Regions from separate parts of the Ovis aries genome. Here region 1 is linked to region 2. The links are chromatin contacts, called in public Hi-C maps. All regions are on one chromosome and are shown on one strand. The core of a region is the stretch at or near the end of the contact, and the rest is flanking DNA. Distances in the headings are between cores, read along the strand shown. Region 1 holds the start of ATR (ATR serine/threonine kinase). Region 2 holds the start of U2SURP (U2 snRNP associated SURP domain containing).

The links. A called contact is a pair of places that touch in the nucleus more often than the background predicts.
Region 1: a contact with region 2 is called in a Hi-C map of liver, with 5 times the contacts expected there. The contact joins the promoter of ATR here to the promoter of U2SURP in region 2. A contact is called at or near these places in 5 of 16 Hi-C or Micro-C datasets (hypothalamus, liver, mixed tissues and 2 more).

Annotation. Positions count from the first base shown.
Region 1 is chr1:247,071,389-247,074,829 of ARS-UI_Ramb_v3.0, reverse strand. ATR (ATR serine/threonine kinase) reads right to left here and starts at 1,766. Exons shown (of 47, transcript XM_012102124.5): 1 at 1,626-1,766. The coding sequence starts at 1,684.
Region 2 is chr1:246,622,074-246,625,439 of ARS-UI_Ramb_v3.0, reverse strand. It overlaps U2SURP (U2 snRNP associated SURP domain containing), which reads left to right and starts at 1,920. Exons shown (of 27, transcript XM_060405600.1): 1 at 1,920-1,985. The coding sequence starts at 1,941. It overlaps LOC121817228 (a long non-coding RNA gene), which reads right to left and starts at 1,747. Exons shown (of 2, transcript XR_006057032.2): 1 at 835-1,747.

The DNA of each region.
Region 1 (3,441 bases), core at 517-3,016, 450 kb before region 2:
ATGAAAGAGAGTATAAACAAATCCAAGATACTATTATTTTCATTAACAAATATTACAGAGGAAGACAGAAAAGGGAAGAGAAGTATTAATCAATAAGTTCTATATTAAAGCAAGGTGGGGAAAACACACTGAACTTCACACTGAGCCTGAAAGATGAAATCTATATATCAGTTTCCCATATGAACACTTGCCTTCATCTTATTTTAGAAAGGTAGATGTTACTTTACAAAATGTTAACACAAGTATGCTTGCAACATTCATGCAAAATGGGGAAAAAATTATACACACAACAATAGGATGATTCAGTTAAGATAAGTATGGTCCCTTCATTTATATCCTCCTATTTATGTAACTGAGGAAGACTAAATGTCAATGTCTATAGGATCTACAAGTGGAGATAGACACAAATGTATGGCAAAAACAAAAGGAATTAAATATCCCATGGGATTAATGTCAGTTGTGGCTGTGTGCTAAGTTTTCAAGCAGTTTAAGAAATCGAAAAGCAACTATTCCAATCGACAGTTCAACTGCAGCAGTGGTATACAAGCTCACTTATTTTCTATTCACAGTGTATTACAAAAATTAAACAAAAAATCCTGTCTCTCATCTTCAGGCCAGGTTTAGGAAAGGCTATGCGTGTGTTGAATGGGGATAGCAGCCACTGACAAGTGTCCCCTCTCTTTCGGCAGCTCTTTTACAGAATTTTACTTTTACTTGGGTGGTAAAGAATCCACCTGCCAATGCAGGAAACGTGGGTTCGTTCCATTGCTGGGGTCGGGAAGACACACTCCAGTATTCTTGTCTGGAAAATCCCTTGGATAAAGGAGCCTGGTTGGCTGCGGACAAAAATGCCATCGACAGAGGAGCCTGGCAGGCTGCAGTCCATGGGGTCACAAAGAGTCAGACAGATACGACGTTTACGGGAAATAACAACTTGCAACTGGAACATTAAGCTATCTTCAAATTTTAGCAACATTCTGTGAACATTTATGTTTTGTGGACGTTGTGGGAGATCCCTGGGATTTCTGAGTAAAATAACGTTTTGAAGAGTGGATGATCAGTACGAAAAGGTCCCGTCTCCAGAATGGCCTATAGTTTCATTTAGAAACTTTTTAAAACAACTGGGCTTCCTTGCACAAAATCAGAATGAGTCATTTTTCTTCCGAGGGTAGTTTTGGGTCAAAAAGCTAAATACCAATACCAAATACTAAATACCACCAGTGATCATAAAGCATAGGAGCTGTGGAAAGTGCAGGGGGCAAGCACCCTATCTAAGGGACGAGGCTTTTGAGAAGCAAATGAGTGAAGGAAAGTGACGAGAAAGTGATCAGAAGGCAACTTCCCTCCCGCCGCTGAGGCAATCCCCTGGGGGCTCGGGATGGGGGGTGGGGGAAGAACTCCCGCCCGCGGCTGAGGTAAAGTGGGATCAACAGACGACCTGTCCCCTCCAACCCGTATCCCGCAGGTCTGCGGCGACTCCCCGCGCCCCGCGACCTTTCAACGGCCTCTCTGAGGGAGAAGCGCTCCAGTCAGCCGTGGAGCATCTCCACAAGGGCCGCGGTCGGGGTTGAGGGGACGCGCGCGACCGGTGAGGAAGAGCACGTTAGACGCCAGCCTGGCCCTACCTGCCCAGCTCCCGGAGGGCTGGGATCATAGACGCCAGTTCCAAGCCATGCTCGCCCATTCTGAGGACGCGCGGCACTCTTCAACTGCAACGAGGCGGGCTCCTGGCGTCTCCACAACTACCTCTGGTGAGGAGGCGCGGCGCCCGACGGAGCCTCACGGGGTCCAAAACTCCTCCCGGAAGCCGCGGCCGGTCGGCTCTCTAGGCCTCCGTTCGTTTCCGTGTAGGACCCGGGGGAGGCCTGGAGGCCGTGAGGGGGCGTGGCGAGGGGCGGGACGCGCTCCGGTCCGGTTTCCCGGGCAAGGTTCTCTCTGAGCCTGGAGCGCTCGGCAGGCGAGATTTGGTAGTTTTGGTTTTTGGCTGCTCTGCTCTATCACTCCCAGACACAGAGGCTCAGAGAAGCCAGACCTCTGAATCTGGGGACGACAGGGGCGTGGTGGGGACCAACCCAGAATCCCTCGCATCATAAACTTGAAAACTGAGGCAATTCAGCAGCTAAAGGCCCGGAATTAGATCGCAGGTTTCCTCCCCCACAGAGTCAAGCTCCCAGGTTCCTAATTTTCTACCACTCTCTTGACATCCTTTCTGAGAGTTATGGGGCAGAAGTTGGGCTCCTTCTTGTCCTTTCTGTTTCAGCAGATTTCACCACCTCTCCCTCCCCCAACAACTAGACGTCTCCCTTAGGGTTCCTTGAGAGTTCTCGCACTTTTAGTATTGAAAAAGAGAGTTGAATTGTATTTATTTGTGTTTCATAAAGTAAGCAACAGTGCTATGTGTTCAATATATTTATGTCTCCGTTACGGGCATCTATTACCTGTGATTTAATTTTTTTAAGTAAAATCAGTGGCTTTTGGCTGTGGATATTTTCTAGCTCAACCCAGTTTGTTTATGAAAAATGGTCATAATAAGAAACTGTTAACATGTCAAAATTATGTATTTGATCAGACAAGGCGTGTGGTGTGCTTACATTTGTTACTTAGCAAATGAGAATAATCATTATACAGTATCTTTAAACAAAAAAACTCAAAGTGATGGAGTAACAGCCAAATACAGTCCTGCCTCAGGGATTTTTTGCATTTGTTGCACCCTTTGTCACCCTGCTTATTTAACTTCTATGCAGAGTACATCATGAGAAACGCTGGGCTGGAGGAAACAAAAGCTGGAATCAAGATTGCCGAGAGAAATATCAATAACCTCAGATATACAGATGACACCACCCTTATGGCAGAAAGTGAAGAAGAACTAAAGAGCCTCTGATGAAAGTGAAAGAGGAGAGTGAAAAAGTTGGCTTAAAGCTCAACATTCAGAAAACGAAGATCATGGCATCCGGTCCCATCACTTCATGGCAAATAGATGGGGAAACAGTGGAAACAGTGGCTGACTTTATTTTTCTGGGCTCCAAAATCACTGCAGATGGTGATTGCAGCCATAAAATTAAAAGACACTTACTCCTTGGAAGGAAAATTATGACCAACCTAGACAGCATATTCGCAGAAGGCAATGGCACCCCACTCCAGTACTCTTGCCTGGAAAATCCCATGGACGGGGGAGTCTGGTGGGCTGCAGTCCATGGGGTCGCTGGGAGTCGGACACGACTGAGTGGCTTCACTTTCACTTTTCACCTTCACGCATTGGAGAGGAAATGGCAACCCACTCCAGTGTTCTTGCCTGGAGAATCCCAGGGACGGGGGAGTCTGGTGGGCTGCCGTCTATGGGGCAACACAGAATCGGACATGACTGAAATGACTTAGCAGCAGCAGCAGCAGCAGACAGTATATTAAAAAGCAGAGACATTATTTTATCAACAAAGGCCCATC
Region 2 (3,366 bases), core at 671-3,170:
TCCCCCAACACCATCCAACAAACAAAATTCTCCTTCTTCTTCAGAGTTGGCTTCCTGCTCTCTGAAACCTCCATCTGTTTACCCCATCTCCACCTTCAGAATTAATTCTTTCAGAGTTCCCACAGCTAGTGATCCTTCCTTTCAGCATCTGTTGAATTCTACAGTGTCAGTTTGCTGGTACCTTCTCCCCTCTGCTGCTGCTGCTGCTAAGTCGCGTCAGTCGTGTCTGACTCTATGCGACCCCATAGATGGCAGCCCACCAGGCTCCCCCATCCCTGGGATTCTCTCCAGTGGGTTGCCATTTCCTTCTCCAATGCATGAAAGTGAAAAGCGAAAGTGAAGTCGCTCAGTCATGTCCGACTCTTTGCGACTCCATGGACCGCAGCCTACCAGGTTCCTCCGGTCCATGGGATTTTCCAGGCAAGAGTACCGGAGTGGGGTGCCATTGCCTTCTCCATCTCCCCTCTATTCCTCATTAAATGTTAAATTATATGAAGATAATATTGTAGTCATCTGTGTAAGCCTCTGAACACTTCATGCAGGCTTTTACACACAATAAGTAGGTAAGTGTGTGTGAGTGGCTCAGTCGTGTCCGACTCTTTGCGACCCCAGGGACTGTAGCCTGCCAGGATCCTCTGTCCATGGAATTCTCCAGGCAGGAGTACTGGAGTGGGTTGCCATTTCCTTCTCCAGGGGATCTTCCTGACCCAGGGATCCAACCTGGGTCACCTACATTGCAGGTGACAATTAGCTAAGACTCTTTGAGACCCCATGAATCGGAGCACGCCAGGCCTCCCTGTCCATCACCAACCCCCGGAGTTCACTCAGACTCACGTCCATCGAGTCCGTGATGCCATCCAGCGATCTCATCCTCTGTCGTCCCCTTCTCCTCCTGCCCCCAATCCCTCCCAGCATCAGTCTTTTCCAATGAATCAACTCTTCGCATGAGGTGGCCAAAGTACTGGAGTTTCAGCTTCAGCATCATTCCTTCCAAAGAACACCCAGGGCTGATCTCCTTCAGAATGGACTGGTTGGATCTCCTTGCAGTCCAAGGGACTCTCAAGAGTCTTCTCCAACACCACAGTTCAAAAGCATCAATTCTTCGGCGCTCAGCCTTCTTCACAGTCCAACTCTCACATCCATACATGTAGATCCTATTAAGAACTTAGGTGCTCCCGTCCATTTGTGATTAGAAACGAAAACAAGATTAAACCGTAAAATGTAACTTTTAAAATGACAACTTACATGATGCTATATAAATAGACACCGTCTATTTATAATTTTCCTTTCATTCATCCTCTCTCTGCAAGTCCCGGTTTTGACCCGAATAGTCTATCCGAAAACTCCACTGCCAGAGTCTCAGGTTGGGTCAAAAGCTCCCTTCCTATGCTTCCGGACACGACTTTCTTGAACAGACTGCAAGTTTGCCGTCCCCCAGCAGGGCGTGACGCCAGAGGTAGGACGGATATCATCTTCATCCCAGGAGAGCCGGACAAACCCCTGCCCCGCCCCGTCCCGCCCCCTCCACCTCCCAGTCGGCTTCAGATTTATTTTCTGAGTTGAAGTAAAAGCTCCTCCCAAGCTGATCATTCATTTCTTCTTTAAGAAGTCTTTCCTTCCCCGCCCAGCACCTATCTAGGGTTGGGGCTGGAAAAACAGTGAAGTAACAACCGGCCCCGAAAGCCAGTACGAAAAGATTCACTAAATTCTCCGGCCCAATAGCAAAACCCGACACGGAGACGCCCCCAAATATTCAGTGGGCGGGCCCAGGAAATGCTCAACACCGGAAGTCATGTGGCGCAGTTCTCCTTGAATTCCTCAGGTCGGCAGTCGACTATTCAGCCTTGCAGGCTCCTCTGGCGGGCTCCGCTGTGATCCAGCCTTTCGGTGCTCGACTCGCCCGTGCTGCTGCCGCCGCTGAAGGAGGGGCAAAGCTCAAGATGGCGGACAAAACGCCAGGCGGCTCTCAGAAGGCCAGTTCAAAGGTAATTTCTTAGAGGACTTCTTAAGTCAGTGGCCCTATCACTGTCGTCTGGGGGCTATAGACGCTTCTGGCCAGCGGGAGGAGATTGGGGTCGGGGTCCGTGTTCTGGTCGCGACGGTAGGCCGGGGCGCAGACGGACCGTGGTGCGCAGGTTGAGAGGCCTGGTGTCTCCCCTTAGTCCCAGCTTGGATTCGGCTCGAGACTGGGGGCCCCAGGGCTGGTGGCGTGAGTATTTTGGCCCGAGTTTAGCACTGGAGTGAAATCAGGGATTTAGATTGAGGTCTTAAATCCGGAAAACGCGCCGGGGTGTTTCAGCTTGTTGCGCTCTTCAGGCCGCCGGGCAGAGCCTAGGAGAGGCGGGAATCGCTTCCCTTAGCTTAAGTGTCTGCCTCCTTTTCCTTTGGTTTTGGATCTCACACGCTTCCGGCCTCCCCCCGTTTCCCTCACATCCTCCGGGAAATAAATAATCTTTAGGGCCATCAGTTGTGAGAGGAGGACCAATAGTGAAGGGACGCGGGGTGGGAAGTGCAGTTCCCCTTTGCGGTGATGCATCGCCAAGGTTAACGCTACGCTCTACACGTGGTTTTACCTCACGTAAGAGGAAGTACATTTGGAGGGCTCATTTCCATACTTGGAAGCCACCTAAGATTAGTAAATTGCTTTTGAGTTTACAGGGAACCGTGTGCACGTATTGTGGAAATTACTGAGCTGTGGAAGTAGTTTAGCGTTAGTTATGTTGTGATTAGCATCAGGTTCTAAGTTGCCATCTTGGACCGGTCCTTTAATCGACTTTTTGCTTTGAATTTCTCATCTCCAACACGATATTAAAAGTAATAGGTCCTGCCTGAAGTAGTTGTTAAACGCTTTTTGATGCTGATCCGAGAAGTTGTGTAATACTTAAAGGTTCTAAGGACTGTTACATCTTACAGAGTGTGTGTGATTGTAAGTAGGGTTTTAGGAAGTTACGTTTACGGTAGACGGAGCATGTCTGGTATGTACAATTTGTTCTCGGAAATGCAACCTGTTACATACTTGCTTCCTCAGTTTCTGTTAAATTGTAATCTTTATGCCGTTTGGTGAATGGTGTTTATAATTAGTTTGTTATCGGTAATGGATTTTCCAGAAATCCTTCAGTTGTGTAGAAACTAGGGCTAGTTTTGGCTACTTTACATGCGGGGTTTATTTCTTGTTTGTTTCTTCCTTCCCCAATACCTTTTCCCTTGGTGAGGAGGGGAATAATTGAGTACATGATTTCCCACTTTCCTCAGCCGACTCTGACAAAACCAGCCCAGGCCTCCTTACTGTTAGGGAACTGTTAGGAAAGCTGTGTGCGTGCTGAGTCTCTTCCGACTCTCTGCGATCCTATGGACTGTAGCCCGCTA